2 separate regions of the Mus musculus genome follow, and region 1 is linked to region 2. The links are chromatin contacts, called in public Hi-C maps. All regions are on one chromosome and are shown on one strand. The core of a region is the stretch at or near the end of the contact, and the rest is flanking DNA. Distances in the headings are between cores, read along the strand shown.

Evidence for each region. Hi-C and Micro-C count contacts between places; a contact is called where the count stands out from the background.
Region 1: a contact with region 2 is called in a Hi-C map of the C2C12 cell line, with 4 times the contacts expected there. The contact joins two enhancer-like sites. A contact is called at or near these places in 2 of 15 datasets of contacts at CTCF or cohesin (large pre-B cells and pro-B cells), 18 of 484 Hi-C or Micro-C datasets (the C2C12 cell line, CD8 T cells, the G1E-ER4 cell line and 13 more), 4 of 115 datasets of contacts at active chromatin or transcription factors (the NIH/3T3 cell line, astrocytes, bone marrow-derived macrophages and 1 more) and 1 of 9 other capture datasets (embryonic stem cells).

What each region holds. Positions count from the first base shown.
Region 1 is chr15:53,110,824-53,114,252 of GRCm38.p6, reverse strand. The region is part of intron 1 of Ext1 (exostosin glycosyltransferase 1); the gene reads left to right. Among named protein-coding and RNA genes, the nearest start is that of Gm41323, 180 kb to the right of the region's middle. Within about 2 kb of position 1,347, at least 114 of the 459 cell types and tissues checked have an H3K27ac peak or open chromatin away from gene starts, as enhancers often do. A contact at or near this core is called in the C2C12 cell line, where this site is marked.
Region 2 is chr15:52,507,564-52,511,276 of GRCm38.p6, reverse strand. No RefSeq gene overlaps it. Among named protein-coding and RNA genes, the nearest start is that of Gm23267, 9.8 kb to the right of the region's middle. Within about 2 kb of position 2,461, at least 2 of the 459 cell types and tissues checked have an H3K27ac peak or open chromatin away from gene starts, as enhancers often do. A contact at or near this core is called in the C2C12 cell line, where this site is marked.

The sequences.
Region 1 (3,429 bases), core at 98-2,597, 600 kb before region 2:
TTTTTTCATAAGAGATGTGACTCAAATCTGGGTATAAACAGAGAAGAATCATTACTTAGAAGGGACGGGGCTGGCAGAAAAAGAGCAGCTGTGATGTTCACCCAGTTCATAAGTAAATACTCGAGACAAACTATCACCTCAGGCAGCCTGGAATTGTGTGAGTCTGAAGATTAGAGGCTCATTGCTGGCTTCTTGCCTGTCCACTGTGGCTAGCGAAAAAGCAGGATCATTTGGCCAACGTGCTTGTGAGAGAGGATCTGTGGGAACCCTGGGAAGACAGCAAGCCACAGCAGCGGCTTCCTTCCTTGTACAGCTTCTGATGAGGAGAAAGCTTTTAAACTACACACTGCTGCTGTGTGGGGAGCTGCGGCTTCTGCTTTCATTTTCTTTTAACGGGTCTGCTCCTCGTTTGTCTCTTGGCTGTCTTTGCAAAACTGTTTTTTTGTTTTTTTCATTGTTGGTAGTTTTTAAAAAATGTTTATTCCATTCCTTCTGATATAATTTGCCATAATAACCTGCAATTGCATACTACTTTCCTGATTATACTGCATGTACATAATTTCATTTGAGCTTCACAGCTTTGAGACTGACAGAAGCTAAGAGATGTGCATGGGGGTCTCGCAGGAGAGCCACACTCCAGATTCTTCAGCCCAGGTCTCCTCATTGACAGCTGCCTGTGTTTCTGATAATCTGCTGGCTCCCTTCAGCTGAAGTGATTACAGCTATCTTTTGCAGAAATGCTCATAAGGTGCTGTACTTTAATTAAAATGTATCGTTTGGAAGCCGGGCGTGGTGGTGCACACCTTTAATCCCAGTACTCGGGAGACAGAGGCAGGCGGATTTCTGAGTTCAAGGCCAGCCTGGTCTACAAAGTGAGTTCCAGGACAGCCAGGGCTACACAGAGAAACCCTGTCTAGGGAGAAAAGAAATTAAAAAGAAAAAGAAAAGAATGTATCATTTGGTCAGGTCAGTAGAAGGATCAACCCCTTTGGATGAACCAGGAAACTAAGCCCAGACAAATTAGTATTTCCCAAGATTGCCCAGTTTGTGGATGGTAAGCATAGACTGTGAACCCAGGTTTGGCTGCTTGACCACTGAGCTCTTGTTTACTAAGTTTTTAGCTACCAGTTCCCTGCTGCACAAAATGTACTGGGCATTACAATGGACTCACATAGAATCCAAGGCTCTTTCCCAAGAGTTCTGGATTCAGCAGGCCTGGGTGATCCTGAGATCTGTGCAGTTCCCTGGTACCACAGGTGATACAAGTGGCAGGGACAACACTTGGTGGAATGGTATGAACCACTCTGTCTCCCTTGCCTAGTCACACTGACTCACTATTAGTGAGTCATCTTATGTGGTGAGGGAAGACTTCAAATAACATTCCATAGCATATCTGAAATGGGGTTATATTCTGTACCTTATTCAGTACAACTCTAGGAAGAAAACTATTATACCTATTGCATGGTACTGGCTTCCAGGTTAAAGTCAGGGTCATGTCGTTTTTATTGCACATTTTCTGTGGAGCCACTTAGAAAGGCTCTTCTATCTCCTGCATCATTACCTCTGGAGTGTGGACTGTAATGCCACAAAGGGGAGACAACTGGTTTACCAGCTGAAGCTGCAAATTCTCTGAAAGCAGTTGATACCTCTCCTGTCTCACTGTGTGTGTGTGTGTGTGTGTGTGTGTGTGTGTGTTTTAAGTTGTATGTGATTATAGCATGTCTTACATCTCCTGACTTAATAAGATGAACTGGTCTACTTTAGAAGATTGTCTCCCCACTTGACCTATAAAGTCTGTCTCCCCCACCTCTAACCAATGGTAGCGACTACTCCGTTCTCCGGCCCCGTCGTTATATGCTGTCACAAGTGTTATGAAAATGGAGCAATGTAGTGTGTACCCTTTAGAGGGTGGCTTTGGACTCGGCATTAGCATCCTCGAGGTCCTTGTGTACTTAAGTAGTTTGATCCGTGTTCTTTTACTTCATTATGTTTTATTCATCTGAGAAGTGATCTAGGCTATGTGTATACCACAATCTTGCCTCATTCATACTTGGAAGGGTATCCAGTGTATACATTTGTGGACAGTTCTCCTATGTAAAAATGCCTTCATTTCTCTGGGATAAATGCCTAAGTACAGTGCTGGGTCATATGAAAAGTCCATTTTTAGTTTGAGAAGGAACTGCCAGATTGTCCCCAAAACAGCCTTACCATTTTCCTCTCATTGTAGCCCCCAAGGAAGAGCTCTTGTTTTTCTTGTTTTCCATGTTTCTATCTGTGCTTGTTCTCATGTGTCCTCTTAGATCATACACTGTCCTGCAGGGAGCAAGTGGCACCTCCTTGTGTTTTGGGTTGATTTCCGTTCCTTCAATGACTAACGATACTCAGTATCTTCCTGTGTTCTTCTTGGTGCTTTATTCATTTTCTTTGGGAAAAATATCAGTTCAAATTGTTAGCCCATGTTTACATTGGATTCTCTTATTGTTGTATCAGAAGTGTTTTTTCCATAGTCTAGACCAGTGTTTCTCAACCTGTGGGCCTCAAACCCTTCGGAGGTCACATATAATATACTTGCATTATAATTTACAACAGTAGCAAAATTACAGTTATGAAGTAGCAATGAAATAACTTTATGTTTAGGGTCACCACAACATAAGGAACTATATTAAAGGGTCACAGACTTCGGAAAGTAGAGGGCCATGGTTTTAGACAAAGTTTCTTAGGAGATGGATGATTTGAAAGTATTTCTGCTTCAGGAGATTGTCTTTTTCCCTTCCAGGAAGGAGCTTCTAGAGTTGAGTTCTCATAGGCAGAGATAGAAACCTGTATAATGAGACAAGCCATGACATAGATGCCAGTCACCGAAGGCTGGGGAGATTTTCTCAGACCTTGTACGCGCGCACACACACACACACACACACACACACACACACACCATCCCTCTGTCTTATGCATTTGGCACTACTCAAGAAAGTTTAAATCAAACTGTTGGGTTTTTTTTTTTTTTTCATTAATAAAGTGTTGGTTTGGGGAGAGAATTCCACAGGGTCTGGCTATGTCACACTGGAGTGATGATTCTAGTTTTCTCTGGTGATGGGGATGACTTTAAGAGATTTTACAGCCTTTTTTGTTTGTTTGTTTGTTTGTTTGTTTGTTTGTTTCTTCAAGAAAGGGTTTCTCTGTTTCGTTTTGGTTGTCCTGGAACTAGTTCTATAGACCAGCTGGCTTTGAACTCATGGAGATCAGCCTGCCTCTGCCTCACTGCTGGGATTAAAGGCATATGCCTTCACTGTCCCGCTTGAGATTTTAAATCTTATCAATTAGGTTCAATCTTGGGCAGATAAAGCAACTGCCTTTGGATAGTGTCTGTCTGAATGTGACAGTATCATCAGAAGTGTTTTTTTTTTAAGGACACATGAATATATGCTCAGG
Region 2 (3,713 bases), core at 1,212-3,711:
TGGATCAAAAATATTTGAGAAAGGAGGGATCCCCCACCCCAGCTTCAACTCCCATCTATCTCTCCTTGCCTTTCAGTGCTGGTACATCTGGATCTCAAACTACTGAACTCAGACTCACATCAGTACCTCAGTTCTCTGGTATTTGGGAGAGATTTTCGGGCTCAGCGCACTACAGTTGACAGTATCAGCTTCTGTGGCTGCTTGAAACAAAGCCCACAATAAACCCTGTCATATGGACATATCTATCTATCTATCTATCTATCTATCTATCTATCTATCTATCTATCTATCTATCTATCTATCATCTATCTACCTGCGTATATCATCTATCTATATCTATCTATATATTATAAGTTATGCTTCTCTGTCTAGTGTATTGATGAAGGTAGACTGAAAAATAAGATTATCTTCCTTGATCCCAAGGAATTTATGGAATACTAACCAGTTATTTGTGGAGTCAACAAATCTATATCTATATATCTATATCTATACCTATACCTGTACTTATACCTATACCTCTATCTATATCTATATCTATACCTATACCTATACCTATATCTATGTCTATATCTAAATTTATATCCATATCTATACCTCTATCTATCTATATTTATATTATCTATCTATATCTATCATGGATACCTGTATTATCTATATCATCTATATCTGTATATACTGCTTTGACATATGCAGAGTTTTGATGTTGCAAACTCATATTTTCTAATATACTTCAGGCATCTTAAGTCTAGCTTCTCCAGTAAACCTTATGCCCCAACATCCATGCACCAAGGCCAATATTTATAAATATATCCTAGTACAGGGAGGAACTAAATGACAGCAAGTGGCGTGTGTTTGTGTGTGTGCCAATGGGGAAGCTCTGCTTAGTGACACAACTAGCATTCTAACCACTTTTCCAGTTCCCTAATTTGACAAAGGCACCCTCGGTGCTTACAGGACACAGAGGTACTGTCACCCTTAGATCTGAGGTTCAAAATGCCACTGTGTCAGCTGACTGTGAGCACACACCAGAGCATGGCTTCCTGCAGTCTGGCTCTGGCGTGCCCTCTACTCTTGTCCCTTTGGAAGCTCATACACGTCATGGAGCCTGTTTTCATCCTGCTGTCAGCCCTGGTCTCAGCCTTGTTCCTTCCTCCTGTTTCTCGTGTCTATACATCATTCCAAGCACCGATGCCTTATCAGACTCCTCTAGAAAGCTCTGCTAAAGGAGGCCAGCCCCAGGAGTACTACATCACATCTTCAAAGCCTCCTGACAAAGGAAGAATGTGAAGACTGGGCCACTGTAACTACTTTGATCCTGTAAAATAGATCTTAAGTGTGACTGCTTGGAATCTTTCCCTGGAGGTCCCTCACAGCCGGGTGCCTATGGGACAGTGAAGAAAAGGGGCCGTGGACACAAGTGAAACAAGAGCCACATCAGAACTCTTAAATCCTTCCCCAACCTTCTTGCTTTCTCCCTCCCGGACAAGGTGTGAAAAATATCTAAGAAAATTCCCCTACCCTACAAGGCAGGCATCTGACAGCTTCCAGAACGCTAACCTGAATCTCAGGTATTATTGGCACATTCTTTAATTTGTCCTCGGGGATGTATATAATTAAAGGTTATGAAATTTGGGCAATTATCCAGGCTCTTTCTTCCTAATGGCAGACAGCAAATATTAAAACGGTGCTCGGCATTCACCGCTGCCAGCAGCAGCCGTGTTCTTTTTCGCACGGATCACATTCTTTCATTCCACACTTAATTGGGAATGAAAAAGGTCTTTCATGCTCCTGTTCACCTCTCTGCCTTTTTTTTTTCCACCTCCCTCTCTATTTCTTGAGGGAGGCCTGTGAGGCGTACAATCTTATTCTGTGTCCGCCATTGGTTCGGTGCTGGCTACCGCTTTCCTATCACTTAGCACACCGAGGTTTTCCATTCAAGGGCATGTGGGGATGAGCAAGCCTGTTCTAGGTCCTTTTGATTTGCTTTTAGAGAGATCCTTTGGAAAGTCTGGCTTTGGGGGTTTATTTTTAGAGGCGGTGAGACCCAGACTTCATCGTGCCTTGTAGATCTTACTTGATTCTGCAGCGAGGCTCGGCCCCCACCCTCCTCAAGTACCAACCTATAGCACGGACAAGCTTGTAAGCTTCTAAACCACAGGAGGACGATTCTGATCCTTTCATCACCTGGTCCCAGCGGGGTTTCTCTAACTCATCAAAGGTGAAAGACAGAGAGCGACTGACATGGACAACTGGACCAATATCTATTTGTAGTCCTTTTTTTTTCTTTTTTATTATTATTAAGCTGATGATGGCTTAATAACCCATGACCTTTCTGTCATTCTATTGTTGCCCTGGTGGGATGGGATATGTTGTCTCTCTTTCACAGATAAGGCAAAGGACACTCAGGCTGAATGGACCACACAGTAAGGGATGTGAGCTGAGAGTCAAGCCCAGTGACTTGAATGGAATGTGTATGCTCCATCAACCGAAAGATGACAGACTGCAGCAGCTGACATTTCCAGTAATGACCCAGAAGGGATTTTTTTTTCTCCTTATTAAGCATAGCAGGGTTGAAACGTACTCTTCTTGACTCTGATGTGCCAGATGAATGGTTATTTTTTTTTTTTTAAATAACAGGTTTCACCCTGCTCTGAAAATCTCCTTTCTGACTATGATAATGGGATATGCTCAAGGGGTTCTGTGGAGTGTAATACGGGAGAGGATAGTTGACAAAAATAACTTCACCTCTTTTTGCTTAAGATTCTCTGGTGACTATATACACATGCATGCGCACATATGTACATGCATGTGGTATGTATGAGAATATGCTGATGATCTGTGTTGAGCAATCAGCTTTCTGGGTGATGTAAGATCTTCTACTTGTAGCTTCTTCCAATTTCCATGGTGCAAACTCACTTCTTGTGACTTAATTACTCACCAACATAATAATAAATGTGGGGTCAAGATGAGATGCACAAAATAATCGTTTCCTGACACGATACAGCAGCCCCATCAGCATTCTGGACACAGGTATAAAATGGAGTTCCTTGGCAGGATAGTGTTGTTCACCCAGGGACTTGTACTTGATCCTTCTGAAGATACACCTCTGTGCAGGTATGGCCCAAGAAACTTCAGATCGATCTGCAGAGGAATCTCATTGCTAAGGGCAGTGGTTCCTTATGCTCATCTGTAGACTCCTCTAAGTGGTCCCCAGTCCTTTATCAGTGCTGCCTGATTCTATATCAGTGTCCTCAAAATGCCAGCAGATGAAGTATCTGTTTAATAATAAACTGGTTTCCATTACAGACAACTGGGCATCTTGTCCACATCTTAGACTTTAAGGGCCTGACCTTCCACACCCTCATTTCTCACTGTCTTGTTCACCAGCTCTTTCCAGACATCTCTCACTCATCTTTCATGAGCCACAGTCTGTGAGGCATCCTTGGGCTTTCTCTAAACCACTGCCCTTCTGTATCACATCAGTATGGCACCATCTGGATTGTAAAGTTATTCTGGATGGGTTTTATTAACCCCAAATTTAAGAACATGGAATACATGACAAGCAGCTTGGAAATCCATGTTAACTGCATCCCAGAATTTAAACACCAATGCCAAAGGTGTCCAGAAAATAAAAGTGAAACCATGCATACTTGACACCTTACCTATAATTGCTTGACTAGTCTCAACCTCTTTCCGTGACACACATCACTCCT